Linked DNA regions of Sus scrofa: region 1 is linked to region 2. A link is a contact called in public HiChIP or PLAC-seq data. All regions are on one chromosome and are shown on one strand. Each heading gives the region's core, a stretch centred on a gene start, on an enhancer-like site or on the middle of the called end of the contact. The rest is flanking DNA. Distances are from core to core; before and after follow the strand shown. Region 1 holds the start of GNG11 (guanine nucleotide-binding protein G(I)/G(S)/G(O) subunit gamma-11). Region 2 holds the start of VPS50 (syndetin).

Region 1 (7,672 bases), core at 4,102-6,601, 650 kb before region 2:
ACATTCCAGCAGTCAGAAGTCAGTGTTATAAACCTCCTGAGATTTGAAACAGAAAGAGCTGGATCTGAGACATGATCTATCAAACCACCTAATCTTTTTTTTTTTTTCTTTTCTTTTTTAGGGCCACACCTGTGGCATATGGAAGTTCCCAGACTCGGGGTTGAATGGGTACTGTAGCTGCCGGCCACAGCAATGCCTGCTTTGAGCTATGTCTGTGACCTACACCACAGCTCATGGCAATGCCAGATCCTTAACCCACTGAGGGAGGCCAGGGATAGAACCTGCATCCTCATGGCTACTACTTGGGTTCATTACCACTGAGCCACTCACTATGTGTACTCCAAACCACCGACTCTTTAGATACAGGGCCTGAACATCTAAATGTTATGGAGAAAAATATGAAAGTTAATTAAAAAAAAAAAAACCAGCTTTCTTAAACCACCAACACTCAGTTTCCAGAGATAAAACTTTATTTGAGGCATCAAGCAATAATACTGAAGGAGGTGAGTCAAGCACAAGTGATGTCCTTATTTCCATAATTGTCCATCTGGACTGAGCGCCCTCTTGTAAGAAGTGTGTAGTGAATGAAGATGAGAGGCACAAAGCTTTCAGACATGACCATATTTATGTGAGTGCTTAAGAAAGTCTCCTTTAACTTTCGTTGTTCCTTCTTTAAAAGGCACGTCGGTCTTACTTCAGAAAAATACAACAAAATATTCCTTCCACTGAGGATGAAGTTTCTCCCCAGGGTTATTTATGAAATAATGCAGCTGCCTTTTTCTTTAAAGGGATTCTTGTCTTCTGGAATTCCTTTCACCAGAGGATCTTCTCCAGAACGTTCTTCAATATAGTTCTTTATTTCTTCAGAACATTTAGATACCTTAAGGAGAAAGAAAGCAAGAAAGAAAGAGAAGGAAAGAGAGAGAAAAGAAGGAAGGAAGAAAGAAAGAGGTCACGATTGTTCAAATTTTGTCACCATCCTTTAGTGAAATTAATGCAATTGGGTACAACCAGAATTTTTAAAACGAATAGAATAAAAATATTGGCGTGCAGCACAGAGCTTATATAATATATATGAATGATATAAACTATATAAGATATATTTCTTAATGCAGTCAGGGTCAAAAAAGTTTGAAAGTCACTGTGTTAAAAAAATTATCCTGAGCAATTTCTATCCACTGTGCCTCATATGATTTCCTTCCTCTGCAAATACATTTATGATGTATCACAATATTTTGGGAACTAAAATATCCCTCACTTTCAATTTTCCATGCTACTAAGCAGGTGCAGTAGTAGACACTCCCCAAAAGTTTGGGGATGTGTCCTGCAACAATTCCTACTTAGTGGGTATGTTCCAGGTTCTGTAGTTTTACAAAATGACAGAAGCATTGGAGAAAGTCTGATTCTGGAAAGGCTAAAGTTGCCCCTAAGTCTCCCTCTGTGTCTCTGCTCAGAATTGATCATAATAAAAGACTTATCTGAGGCTAATTAGCCTTATCTGAAGCTTATGTTTATGTAAGTAGTTTAAATTTTTTCTGAAAGGAGAAAGACTTTTCTTCAAAAAGTCTATCCTTAAGAAACATTTTGTAAAAGTGGGTTTAAAAAAGAGAGGGGAATAAGAAAGAAAAAAAAGGGTCAGTGTTGTAATGAAGGCCTACATAACTAGTAAGAAATTGGAACTAAAAATTATAGTAGTTCTGGAAAATTCCAATGGAGACCTTTAATCTAGGCAAATGTTCCCATTTTGTAATTTAGATTAATAATCTTCAAACTGTTTTAATGGTGATCACTAAAAAATGTTTGCATATGTATCCTAAAATAGATATAATTATTTACTTAGAAGTGCAGACACTACTGTGTTAGTACATCCTGTATAATCACAGACTATAAACTGGAAATTATAAAATATGAGATTTTAAACTAACCTAAAATATATCATTTTTGCAATATATACAAATATCAAATCACTATGTTATATGCCTAAAATTAACATGCTTCATGTCTATTATACCACAATTGAAATCTTTAAAAAATCAAAAACTTAGTGTTTTATTCCCACACCCCCAAAGATTCTTGGCATATAGGGATATAAAATTTAAGTGCTATAGTTAAGATGTGGCAAAATAAAATGTTTCCAAGTACCATTCTCTAGGTAACATTTGCTATCAGTCTTGCTAACATTCATTGTATGGGCATTTTAAGTGAATCCTCAGAGGTGATGATGTTAGTATCATAAACTGGGCTCTTTGGCCACAAAGAAATTTGTGGGGAGTTCCCTTCGGGGCTCAGTAGTTAACAACCCCACTAGGATCCATGAAGATGCAGGTTCGATCCTTGGTCTCTCTCAGTGGGTTAAGGATCCAGCATTGCCGTGAGCTGTGGTGCAGGTTGTGGACATGGCTGTGGCTCGATCCTGCCTGGCTGTGGCTGTGGCTGGCAGCTGTAGCTCTGATTCAACCCCAGCCTAGGAACTTTCATTTGCCTCGGGTGCAGCCCTAAAAAGCAAAAAAAAAAAAGGAAAAAAATTTGTGGATAAGACTCACGTTTCCCCACAGTGTATCTGTTCTTACAGAGGCTTCTACATTAGGTTTCCAAAAAGATGTGTAACCTCCAAAAGTGAATAATTACTCCTTTGATGCATTTCCTTCCAAGATCAAGAGGATATGGTTGAACAACAATTGGCTACAGCCGGAGTTCAGCCTGTGAATTGTGTGTCCTTGGCCTGAGCAGAGCCACAGCTCGGAAATGGACAATTTATTAACAAAATAATGGACTGGGCATCAGAAGATGTGTGTTTTAGTGTCGTGCTTTAACAACTGCCCTATCATTTTCTCTGGGGTGCAAATAACGGGCTAGTCAGCTTCCTTGGGATTCAGGTTTTTTTCATCCTTAAAAGCGAAAGGGTCGAATGATCTCTAGGAGCCATGATGTTTTTCTAGCACTAATGCTATATAATGCAAAGTGCGTAATAAAATGTTGAAATCTTAATATTAGGACTTAGATTCCCCCACCCCCACCCCGTGCCATCTTCTAAGGTTATCCCTGAATTTTCTCTTCCTGTGGCATAAACTTGGAGTTTCTGGGGCTGGAAGGCCACTCCTGCAGGGTATGTCTGAGGGACTGGAGGTGGGAAGCTTGCAGGAGGCATTGCTAATGAATAATACCTTTAATTTCTACACGGTCAGCTGCATCCAGGCCCTTGACCAATTTCTAATTTGAAACTTTAGATAACTGGAAGACACTTGTCTTTTTTCCTCTCTAAGTTCTGCATCGTGATACCAAATATTAAGATATTTCAACTTTGCACAGACAATGCTTTACTTCAGTATGTGCAAGTCCAACTCTCTTTAATATGTAACCTATAAGGTTCACCATGTGAAAAAAAAAATCTAAGTGGCCAAGAGATGCCAAATTGTGGGCTTTGCCATCTACAAAAGGGGTCCCTTCATTTCAAGAAACAGGCCTATTCATCGAGTCCTGTAATTGTTTTCCCTTTAAACATGAGCAGTATTTTTAAAGCTACAAAAGCTTTCAACATGTACAGAAAAGGCTTGGCACTTCAAAATCTGGGGAGACTAGGGATTTGGAAGATTGAAATTGGGAAAAGAAATGTATAAAGAGTAAAGTCCCCGAAGCCCACATCTTCCAAACATCACTCAAAATGTGCTTCTGTGTAACAAGGCTCTTGTCCTGAACAGATTTACCAAAACTAGAGCAGGAAAGTAAGTAAGCATAGTAACCATACCTACTCCCTTTCCATTGTTTTCCTTCACGTTTTCTAGTGTTAGACTATAGAGAAATAAAACCAGGTTAAATTCTTCTTGCTGTGGAGAAATGACCAGATCATTTCCCTTAAAAAATATCTACCCCCAAATCTATTTCTGGACTACAGGTTGCCTGGCTGAGGGAAAAAAAGGGAAGAAATACAGGCCCCTATTATCAGTAAAAATTTGAAGTAAAAATTATAGTCTCCAACAAATTTCAGTGGAAACTTCTGAACACTGGGACCTATTTTCTCATAGACTTTGTAATCCACATCAGGGGTGCCTAAAATTGTTAATCATGATAACTAAAAAGAATTTCTGTACACAGTGTATGTATAATTATTCATAAACAGATATTACTGCATAGGTATTAGTCCACTGTGCATACTTACAAAACATAAACTAGAAATTATAAAGGGATGAGAGTTATAAAGAAAGATAGAAATTGTAATGTTTTGCTCCCAAACCCCTGTGGACTGTTTGTCACACACTTTCTGGAGAACCCTGACGAAACTCAAAACTAGGTAAACCAAGACTTACATTGTGATTTTTTTTTCAAAGAAAAGTCTTTTAAATACCATTCTTTCCCATTATGAAAAAGATCAAGGAAATAAGGAGCCACCTGCCTTTTCCCCACAGCTTAAGTTTTTAAAACCAACTGTCTATCAGCAGGCAGAATTTCTCATCTGTCCCTGCCGTTTTCCAACATTTGGCTTTAACGGGATCCTGCCTGGCTCTGTTTTCCCACATCAAGTGGCAATTTCCAAGCACCACCAAAGCCCCTCTTCAAGAGAAGCTTTGCGGGGGTGGGGGGGGGGGAGAGAACAAAAACAAAACCCCCAAACCCAAGAGCCAAAAAACCTATTTGTTTTACTGAAACAAACCTAGGAAAAGCTGACCTTGGTTCATTTCAGAGAAGGAAATCTTCTGGGACACCCAACTTACCTGTTGTCTCTGCAACTTGACTTCTTTGCGAAGTTGCTCAACTTCCATCTTCAGCTTTTCCTTTTCTGGCAGATCTTCGATGTGAAGGGCTGGCATTTTCACCCCAGAACCAGCCACAGGGGCAGCTCTGGAAGTGGAGCGCCTGGACGGGTGGCAAACTCTGGCGCCTCCTGAAATAACTGCGCTGCTGGCGCACCCCGCCTGCGCAGGAGGTGACTGCCTCCCCGGGCCGTGGTCCCCAGCGCCCCGACGACGTCCTCTAACGCCAGCCCTGCCTAGCGTCCCACGGTCTTAAAAGCTCTGGGCTCTTTCTCAGGTCCCCACTACCCCGGGAGGCCTGCCCCAGTGAGTCCAGGGAGGGTTCAGTTTGCGGGGCGGCTGAAATAGTGAGGCCGTGCGCTCTCCCGCGGGGATGCCGCTCCCCGGCTCCCGACCCTGCCACGCCCGCGGAGGACCGGCCTGGGCTGGAGCCCAAGGTTGGAGCTGAGCTAGCCCACTTCCACTTTCCTGGAGAAACAACAAAAGTTTTACTTTTTGTTCCTTTTTTTTTTTTTTTTTTTTCGTTCCCAAGTCACATCCGGGTTTTGTTTGTGAAGTAAGCAAAAGGAGGACACTACCCTGCAGGAAATAACGGCCCTTCACCTCTCCAAGAGTTTCAAAAATACACAGCGTGTAACTTTCCCCCAGTTCATACATGTTTTTTTGTGGGAAATGTGGACGTTTCAGAAAAGGCCCAAGAGGAAAATGAAACTGAGCTGTTATTCCAGAAACACCCACTGCTTCTGTTGATGTGCACACAGCTAGTCTGTTAAATGCTTGAAGCAGATTTACAAATTTGGGGATGAAAAGGGCATAAGGATGGGAACATTTTTTATAACTCGCAGGCCATTTTCTGAACTTAATAAACGGCATCCTCAACAACAGAGTTGTTATTTCTTCTTTGTAAAGTTTGAGGTAGAAAAGGATGATCCTAGAGAAGACAGAGGCAGGACTATTAAAAGTTCTCAGCAGAAAGTATTTCTCCACTCCCCATCTGCCAAAGTTTGGGTGACATTTGACACCAAGAGTTTTGAATTCTTGGCTCAAGCACCTTCCTGGATGTTTGCAGTGGATCCACTTAATATTGGTTTCTCTCCACTTTTTGGAAAGCAGTATGCATCTGGCTGCTAAGCCAGGAAAAAGGGTCTGATGTTTACCCGCAGTTTCCCTTTGACTCTCTAAAACCTTGTTAATGATGCTCAAAAGATTAAAAGAAGAAAAAAACCACAGAGAAAGTATTTCAAGCAGTCAGATACATATTTCTTTCTCCCCAGAGTGCACCCCCTGCCCACAGAGTCAAATTCAGGTTGAGTGGAGGCAGTAACAGAATATTTCAGGGTACTTGGCCTTAGATGCCATGGCCACTCTCTGCTTTGTGAGCAGAAGTTTGCATTTGTTCATAATTCCTGTCCATGATCCTCCCAGTGGTCCTCAATGAATATATTAGAATGTAAAGAACAATGAGCTCCTTGATGACTCAAGGGTTCCAGTGCCTGCTCTGCCATTGGCCATCACTGGAAATGTCACATTTCTTTCTGGATGTTGGTTTTCTAACTTGTGAAATATGTGATAGGGTAGGGGAGGAGTGAATTAGCTAAGATACATTTCACTTCTAACTGTATTTATGTATCTACATCTGTTAAGTTACTTTCACAAAAAATATTTAGGAGCTTCATTTTCTGTATTTGAAATACCACACGTTCCAGGATCTCCTGGGCTCAAAGAAATTATGTCAGCTGTGCTAAGTTTTCCCCTGCTAGTGAGCAGTGAGCCAAGACAAAAAGCACATCTGTCTCCAGAACTGATTCATGTTTTTGATTCCGTTTGCCTAAATTTAAAAAGTTGGTTAAAAACAGCTTAAAGTTTAGTGAAAGTAGTTAATGTGGCCTGAATTAAATAAGCTCAGCACCCAAATGAAATAAGCTGGTTAGGTAAATTAATGTATGTCTGTATCAAGTCATAGAAATAGGATTATTTGGGCCTGGAAATTTCTTCCTTGGGAAATCTAGTTCTATGCAGTGATATTTATAAATCCATAATGGTTATTTAACTTCTACGATGTTATGATCAAGCATGGAATTCACCTCCCAGAGAGCAATGTAGTAAGCAATTTCTCATGTATTCTTGAATTTTATCAGCAAAACATTTTGGATAGACAAATGTTAAAATCCACTATTAGTTATATCCAATTGTGTTGTCAAATTTTTACTTATCTCGTCCATATTACCTCTAGTAGAAGTTATTACAAAATAGTATAGAAACCACTCTGTGGTCAAAATGATAGATGTAATCCAAAATAAACCTTTATTAGTCCACTATCTCTTGATAAAGGTTTTAAAGAATCTGCTTAATAAAAAAAAAGTTAACCATGTGGTTACTTTCACTTTTAAAGTATGAAAAAGCAAAGACTATGACATGTTTACCTTGGAATGCAAAAAAAGGAAAAACAATTCTGTGACTAGTTTTCTGATGTATTAAGTATGTTGTTAAAAATCCATATAAAGAAAATATTGAGGGAAGTTTTATGGGAGTTGATTTAATACTCATTTGAACTTCAAAAAGACTGGGTTTTGGTTTTACTTTACCTTGTGATTTTTGCAAGACATAGATCCTCTCTGCCTCTGTTCTGTAGGTAATGAAATAAGGTTACTTCCCAAATTCTGCTCTTCTAAAACTTATAAAGTAAAGGGTGATTGTTTAGGCCATTAAAATGATAGCTCCTTTAAGGAAATTATTTAACCCACATTTGATGCACTCTTGGTTCATTTGATATTGGTTCAATTTATTATAACACAAATTATTTTTCCAGGTAAAAATAATAGGCAATCACAGGATGACCAGTGGCTGATGCTCTGATTACATTAACAATTACTTACAATTCATGATATCAAAATGATTTACCAATTCTGTCCATACCAGACTTT
Region 2 (7,113 bases), core at 2,333-4,832:
AATTCCATTCCTCAATTGCTGGGGCCAAGCCATATGGAGTCAACCTTGAAGCTTCTCTTTCTCTCACAGCCCAAAACCAATCTGCCAAAAAATCTGGTCAACTCCACATTTACAATATACCCACAATCTGGCCTCTTCTCAACACCTCCACCACTAGCACCCTGGTTAAGGCCCACATCCTATCTCACCTGGATTACTGCAATAGCATCCTTACTGGTCTCTCTGGTCTTGCTGAGTGAGGAGGAAAGGAGAGATGAGCTGACGATGAAGTTCTATGTGATCTGGCTTCCTGCTCTCGGCTCTCTCTTCATCTTCTCATCTCCTACTTCTTCCCTCCTCACTCACTTCACTCCACCCACACTGTCCTCTTGCTGCTCCTCAAACACACTCCTGCCTCAAGGTCTCTGCAACTGCTTTTCCCTTCACCTAGAATGTTCCTTCCCAGACATCCTCATAGCCCACTCCCTCACCTCCTTCAGGTTTTTACTCAAATGCCACCTTCTCAGTGAGGCCTTCTGTGGCCACCCTATCTAAAATTATAAATAAGCCCAAATTGCCAACAACTCCAGGACTCTATTCCTCCAAAGCGTGTATCACCATGCCTGCCTTAGCAGTATCTGTTTTGTTCACTGCTGAACCCCAGACTTAGAATAGTGCCTGGCACATACTGTTCAATACTGTTCAATAAGCATTTGTTGAAAGAACTGAAAGAACAAAGGCCAGCATACTGGAGAAAGCAGAATAGATCTCATCTAAATAAAGAGAGCTAACAAAGCCTGCCCTTCCACTCTTTTCAAGCCAAGATCCCTGGAGAATTGAAATGCCAAAAAAAAAAAAAAGAAAGGAAACCTAAGTTTCATAGACCTTAATTTCACATCTCTCCACATTAACAACATTATATTATTAGCATACTTTTAGCTTCACAAAAAAAGAAAATCATCATGTATATTTACTTGTAATATTACCACATTTAACATAATAATAAACAGTACAAACAAAATCCCCATTGTAATTCTAGGCAGCACCCTACTTTCACACCTCCATAGATTCATAAAATGTATATTATGATTAAATATGTGGAAGTCAAGCCATAAACAAATATAATTAGGATGACTTTTACAAGCTGTGTAACAATACTAATTTTACCTCACCTTTTTCACAGTATAGTTGCAGATTTAGTTGTTTTTTGTTTTTTGTTTTTTTTTTTTTTGTCTTTTGTCTTTTTTTGTTGTTCTTGTTGTTGCTATTTCTTGGGCCGCTCCCGCGGCATATGGAGGTTCCCAGGCTAGGGGTCGAATTGGAGCTGTAGCCACCGGCCTACGCCAGAGCCACAGCAACGCGGATCCGAGCCTCGTCTGCAACGTACACCACAGCTCACGGCAACGCCGGATCCTTAACCCACTGAGCAAGGGCAGGGACCGAACCCGCAACCTCGTGGTTCCTAGTCGGATTCGTTAACCACTGCGCCACGACGGGAACTCCTGTTTTTTTTGTTTTTTTTTAAGTGTTCTTTAGGTTTTTTTTTCCATCCCAACAAAGCACAGACTTTACCTGCTCAATCCAATAAGCAACTTGATTGAGGGTGAAGAAATACCATTCTCAGAACAATTTCACTACATTTAGGAGACATAAATTTATTATCACTGGATCTGAACTTTGTATAATTTTTTTATCTCCCATTCACTATTACAAAATAAAGTCAAAAAACAAACCAACCAAAGTTGCTGCACAATGACGGCAATACTGACCACAATGAATTGCTCAACAAGCAAGAGGAAACACCAAACTTAGGTGATGTACAGAGGTCCAAATTCAGCATTCCAAAGGTAGTTTAGGTGTACTGGTGATACAATATACATAAGCGTGTATTATTTTAAAAATCAAAGGGATACCAAACTCAGCCGGAAATCAACTATCGTTTGAGTTACTGCAACAGCTGGCTTCCAATTTTTCCCACTTTCCCACTATCAATGCAGCCACTGAGATCATCTCTATGATCACAGACTTCCTTGACAAGGCCCAGGAACTGTGTTAACCCCTTTTTTTAATCTCTTTACTTTGATCATATCATATAAATATCACCACTATAAAAGCTCCATGAGCTACATGTTATCATTCCTATTTTCTTTAAAATAAATACTGAAAAAAATTAGGTAACTTGCTCAAAGTCACACAGCTACTACAGGATGGAGCAGGACCCAAACCCATCTTCAGGTACGAACCCATACTCAACAAATATGAGGGGCTTCTAAATGTTACTACCTACTTACTTAAATCTTTTATTATTCACAGACTTCTTAATTTTATTTTTTTTCATGATATTAACAGTAGAATTTGACAGAAGTAAAATAATCATATAGGATTCTTGTATTCTTCACCAGAGATCTACAATGTGTAACCTATTCGGATATCTCTCAATTCTGAACTAGGAAATAAGAATTTAATTTGGAGCTTGCAGGCTTTTTTTTTAATCAACAATAAAAAAACCTCGTAAATGAACCTTTCACTAAATGATTATCCTCCACATTTTCCTAAGTTCTCAAAACCACATTGACTTAAAACTCTAAATTACACTTCTCTCATATAAATATAATAAAGAATAGCCAATTGTAGTAAAAAGAGTTGAAATAAAGGTATCTAAAGTCAAACCATAATCAAAAAGCACATAAAAGTACATTTCTGCCACTTCTTACATGAAAGAAGCTGACACATTATTAGGAAGTCTCTAACTTTTATGAAATGAGATAGAAAAGAGCCAAAGGTTTTATTCATGAATTAGGATTCTGGCGAAAAATAAAAGATCATTATTTTAACATGACATGGATTTTTTTTAAAGTATTATTTCGCATATACTAACTTACTGATGAATCCCCTAACAAAACTGTGAGACAAGATGAACAAAAATAATTATCATTCTCACTTTCACATCCGGAAATTAAAGCTACTAGGTTTAGGGACTTGCTCAAAGTCATAAAACTACCAATTCTATGTTCAAATTATCCTCTTTTTTCACTCTTTTCAGCCATCTCTATTACACAGACCTCACTTCCCTACCCAGGCCACCTGCTCACAGCCTACAGGCAGCCTGGACAAAAGAAACTCTGCAGGATAGACAGGGCTGTCACTGTAAAGTTGGCAAAAGGGAGAAGCGGGGGCGGGGGGGGGAGAGGCAAAAATAGCCTCTGACTCCCACATTGACCTTGTCTAAAGAAATGTTTCTGGGTCACCGGGACCCGCCTGATCAGGGCTCCAAATACGGCCGCTCGTCTGAGCTTTCCAGAGTGTGCCCAGGCTTTCTAATGCCTCTGCCACCTGCCACCACCTATAACTTAGGTCTCTGCCTGCCGCGGCCCAGGGACACAACATCCCGGTTCCTCTCCCAACGGAGAAAGAGGCCTTTGCTTCAGCCCCTTCGACTTACCTGTCGGGTCATTAGAGATTTGATTTTTTGCATGTCGGAACCGCGAGGGTATACCCTGCCGCAGAGAATTAACAAATCACTCAGCACCACCATACAGCTGGCCCCGACACAAGGAAGCCATAGTGAGTGGTCACGTGGAGCTGCCAACTCCGGGTCTCCTTCCTTTCCTCGAGCATGCTGGGAACTGCAGTCTTCCGGCCCCCGCCGGTACCTGCAATGGAGGTGAGAGGAAGGCCCAGGTACTACATTTCCCGGCACGCAAAACAGCTGACTCCGAGGTTAAACCAACAAATCTTGTTCCTCTGAGTGACGGCGATGGTCGCCGGTCTTTAAAGAGGTACTTGGCCTGAGGTAGCTCTTCCTCGGCGAGGCGAAAACCTACTGGGTGACCAAGTATTGAGCGACAGGAACAAACACTGAGAAGACGGTATTATAAACCAAACTGACGCGATTCCCCCTAGGAGTGAAATGGAGGAAACCCTACCTGGTCTAGAGGGGCGGGGTCGGAGGACGAGAGGCTGACGCGAAGGGACGGGGAAGCTAGGGAAAGCACGCTCCAAGAAGTGACCTGAGAACTTAGCACTCCCCAGGTAGCGCTGGATCCGGCCTGAGGAAAAGTGTGGTCCACGTTGTCCAGTAGGCCGCTGTCCAGAGTTAGGACTGTTCTTCCTCAGTCCTAGTGTTGGCATCCACTGCAGAACACCAAAACCACAGGCTTTAACACCCACCTATCAGTTTGCCACCTGTGTCATCTAAGGAAAGGCAAGATGGAAAATATAACAATAATAACCAGTATAAATGTCACTTGAGCATCCTCTTTTCAACTTTCAGCAATTTATTTAAAGTGAGGAAAGGAATAGGGGAGTCGTTTGGAGTTCAATTTAAAAACCAACTTTCTAATTATGAGAATACCAGAAAAAAAGCTACTGAGAGCTAACAGTAATAGCTAACATTTGTTGAGAGCTTACATGACAAAAACTCTAATAGTTTTACATATGGTATCTCATTTATCCACACATCCTTCTTCTGGGTATGGTACTATTTTACCCATTTTCAAAATGAGGAAACTAAAGTATGGAGTAACTAAGCAACTTGCCTAAGATTACTGCAGATGTGCAAGCAGAAACAGGACTGATTATCCAGATGTTTTAAGTAAGGGTTTCATGTATGGTGTTGAAGAGTGGGTCCTAAAGTGTGATACTAATGATTTTTTAAATTTTGCATCTGTTTTCATTAATGTTTATTAGGAAAAAAATAAGACACAGACCTGTGGTTTGAAAAATATGTCTTAGGACAACTAAAGAAATGCTAAAAGTGTGCCTAACTAATGAAAAATATTAGATAAACAGTAGTATGGGTGGTGGTCAGATATGGCAAAAATAATAAAAGTGGTTTGCAAGTGACTGTAGTTTGGGGACACTAAAATAGAGGTTATTTACAACTCTGAAATTCTATTTGATCGCTCAGAATCTTATTTTTACAAATGAGGTTGTATTATTTGACTTAGGTTTTGTAAGAATAAGTGAGAGGATGTAGGTAAGTACAATTTATAAATTTTAAAGCACCTTACAACTATGAAGTATTATAGTCTTAATTCCACCCCCATTGCTCCAACAGAACCACCCTATGCATAATTCTGTCGTTGTGCTTGGCAATTCCATTTGAAAACATATGTTCACCTATATGCTTTTCTGACTGCCATTTCTAACTCTATCAAGAAATTCCAGTGTCTTTTGCGCAAGCTTAGTTTAGTTCATTATTTACCTGCTCTAATTTTAATGGCCAGACAGTTCTTATTGTGTGAAAATCTTCAGCATTTAGAAGTCCCTGCAAGCGTCAAAGAAACAGAAGGTGCCAAACATTTTAGCATAAAAAAAGTGAAACCAAATTCATAAACATTTGATGATCGTTGGGCACTGGTCAACACTATCCTAAGTACTTTAGATTAATGCAATACAGTGCTCAAGGAGTTTAAGTTTAGTTGAAAATTGTATATTAGGAGTGATCCAAGTCCAGTAATTCTCAAGCTTGACTGTTGAGATTCACTGAGGAGGATGCTGTCATTATTGTTATCATTTTTTCAGAGTTCTTTAAAATCATCAGTGACTCTTTTTAAAATTTTTATTTATTCATTTTTATTGACGTATACTTGATTTCCAATGTGTTAATTTCTGCTGCACAGCAAAATGATTCAGTTATACATATATACACATTCTTTTTTTAGTATTCTTTTCCATCATGGTTTATCATAGGATGCTGAATATCAGTAGGACCTTGTTTATCCATCCTGTATAATAGCTTACGTCTACTAACCCCAGCCTCCCATTCCATCCCTCTCCTAAACTCCTCCCCCTTGGCAACCTCATCAGTGATTCATGGGGGCGCCAGCTCTAGCATTTAAAATTTACTCTTTACTATCCATCTAATGTTTCAAGGTCACAGGGTTAGAACCTAGATCCAAACCCAGAATTTTTTCCCCTCATACACTCAATACATAAAGTTGAAGGTGACCAAAAAAAATTTTTTTTTCAACTCTGTGTATTTGGGGGTTTTTCTGTCAGCCAAATTGGGGAAGCAAGTGTTTGCTGTATCTATTTGACCCTGAAAAGGCAAGAAAACATTAAAGCTAACTTTAAACTGTACACATTTGTTCATTTCTTATTAATGAAAAAGAAATGGACAACCCTGTCTTCTAAAAGTTCAAAGGCTAAAATATTGGAAACATGTAAAGTAAATCGTGCTATTGTCTAAATAAAATATATTTTCGAATTCAGCATATCCTAACTCTATGGAAAATAATTGAGCCAGACATGATAAATCTTTAATTCCCTAAACTAAACCAAAAAATAAAAACAAAACAAAAATCTAGAGACCTAAAAAGCACTTCTTAAAAGATGAAGCATGTTATTTCACTACTGTTTTTCAAAAATGCATGTTTAAGACTTATTTAGGGGAATTCCTGTTGTGGCTCAGTGGGTTAGGAACCTGAGTAGCATCCACAAGGACGCAGGTTCAATCCCTGGCCTTGCTAGTGGGTTAAGGAATCAGCGTTGCTGTGAGCTGTGGTGTAGGTTGCGGATGCAGCTCCGATCCCAAGTTGCTGTGCCTGTGGTGTAGACTCGCAGCTGTAGCTCCAGTTGGACCCCTATCTGGGGACCTTCCATATGCTGCAGTTGTGGTCCTAAAAAGCAAGCCAGCGGCGGGGGGGGGGGGGGAGAGGTAGACTTATTTAGAACTTTCACACTTGCCTGAAGGTCATTAGTGGTAGGCCAGAGCAAACTAGCAAACTAATGGAAGGTGTAAATAGCGTGCCAGCAAGTCTTGAGGAAAGTTTGTTGGATGTTAGTCCCTTGGTAAAGGAGTGCCCGCCCCATTTTAGCAGATTGGAACATCTGGGCTAAGAATTAAGTAAATTGATCTGATTCAGGAGAGTAGCATTAGCTACTTTATCCTAGTTAAGTAGGATAAAGGTGTATATCTGATGGCCTAAACAATAGAAGCCTCTGAAGCTTAAATAAAAGCTGAGATCCCGGTTTGGTTAGGAAGATGCATTTTTAGTCATCCTGTAAATATCAAAACAGAAAGATGTGGCCTCCCCTGAGTGACATAACTGCACTTCCTGAGCAAGCAGTAGTGGAAAACAGGACACAGTGCTGAAGGTAAAGCAGTGCCCTGGAGGGGGCCCAGGAAAG

What was found. HiChIP or PLAC-seq counts read pairs in DNA pulled down with a chosen protein or histone mark.
Region 1: a contact with region 2 is called in an H3K27ac HiChIP or PLAC-seq map of alveolar macrophages. The contact joins the promoter of GNG11 here to the promoter of VPS50 in region 2. A contact is called at or near these places in 2 of 2 datasets of contacts at active chromatin or transcription factors (alveolar macrophages and skeletal muscle).

What each region holds. Positions count from the first base shown.
Region 1 is chr9:73,719,006-73,726,677 of Sscrofa11.1, reverse strand. GNG11 (guanine nucleotide-binding protein G(I)/G(S)/G(O) subunit gamma-11) reads right to left here and starts at 5,351. Exons shown (of 2, transcript XM_005667613.3): 1 at 4,710-5,351; 2 at 449-880. The coding sequence starts at 4,805. The coding sequence ends at 755. All of the region lies in intron 3 of LOC106504955 (a long non-coding RNA gene), which reads left to right.
Region 2 is chr9:73,071,347-73,078,459 of Sscrofa11.1, reverse strand. VPS50 (syndetin) reads right to left here and starts at 3,582. Exons shown (of 28, transcript XM_021102384.1): 1 at 3,422-3,582. The coding sequence starts at 3,514. It overlaps HEPACAM2 (HEPACAM family member 2), which reads left to right and starts at 3,588. Exons shown (of 10, transcript XM_021102395.1): 1 at 3,588-3,643.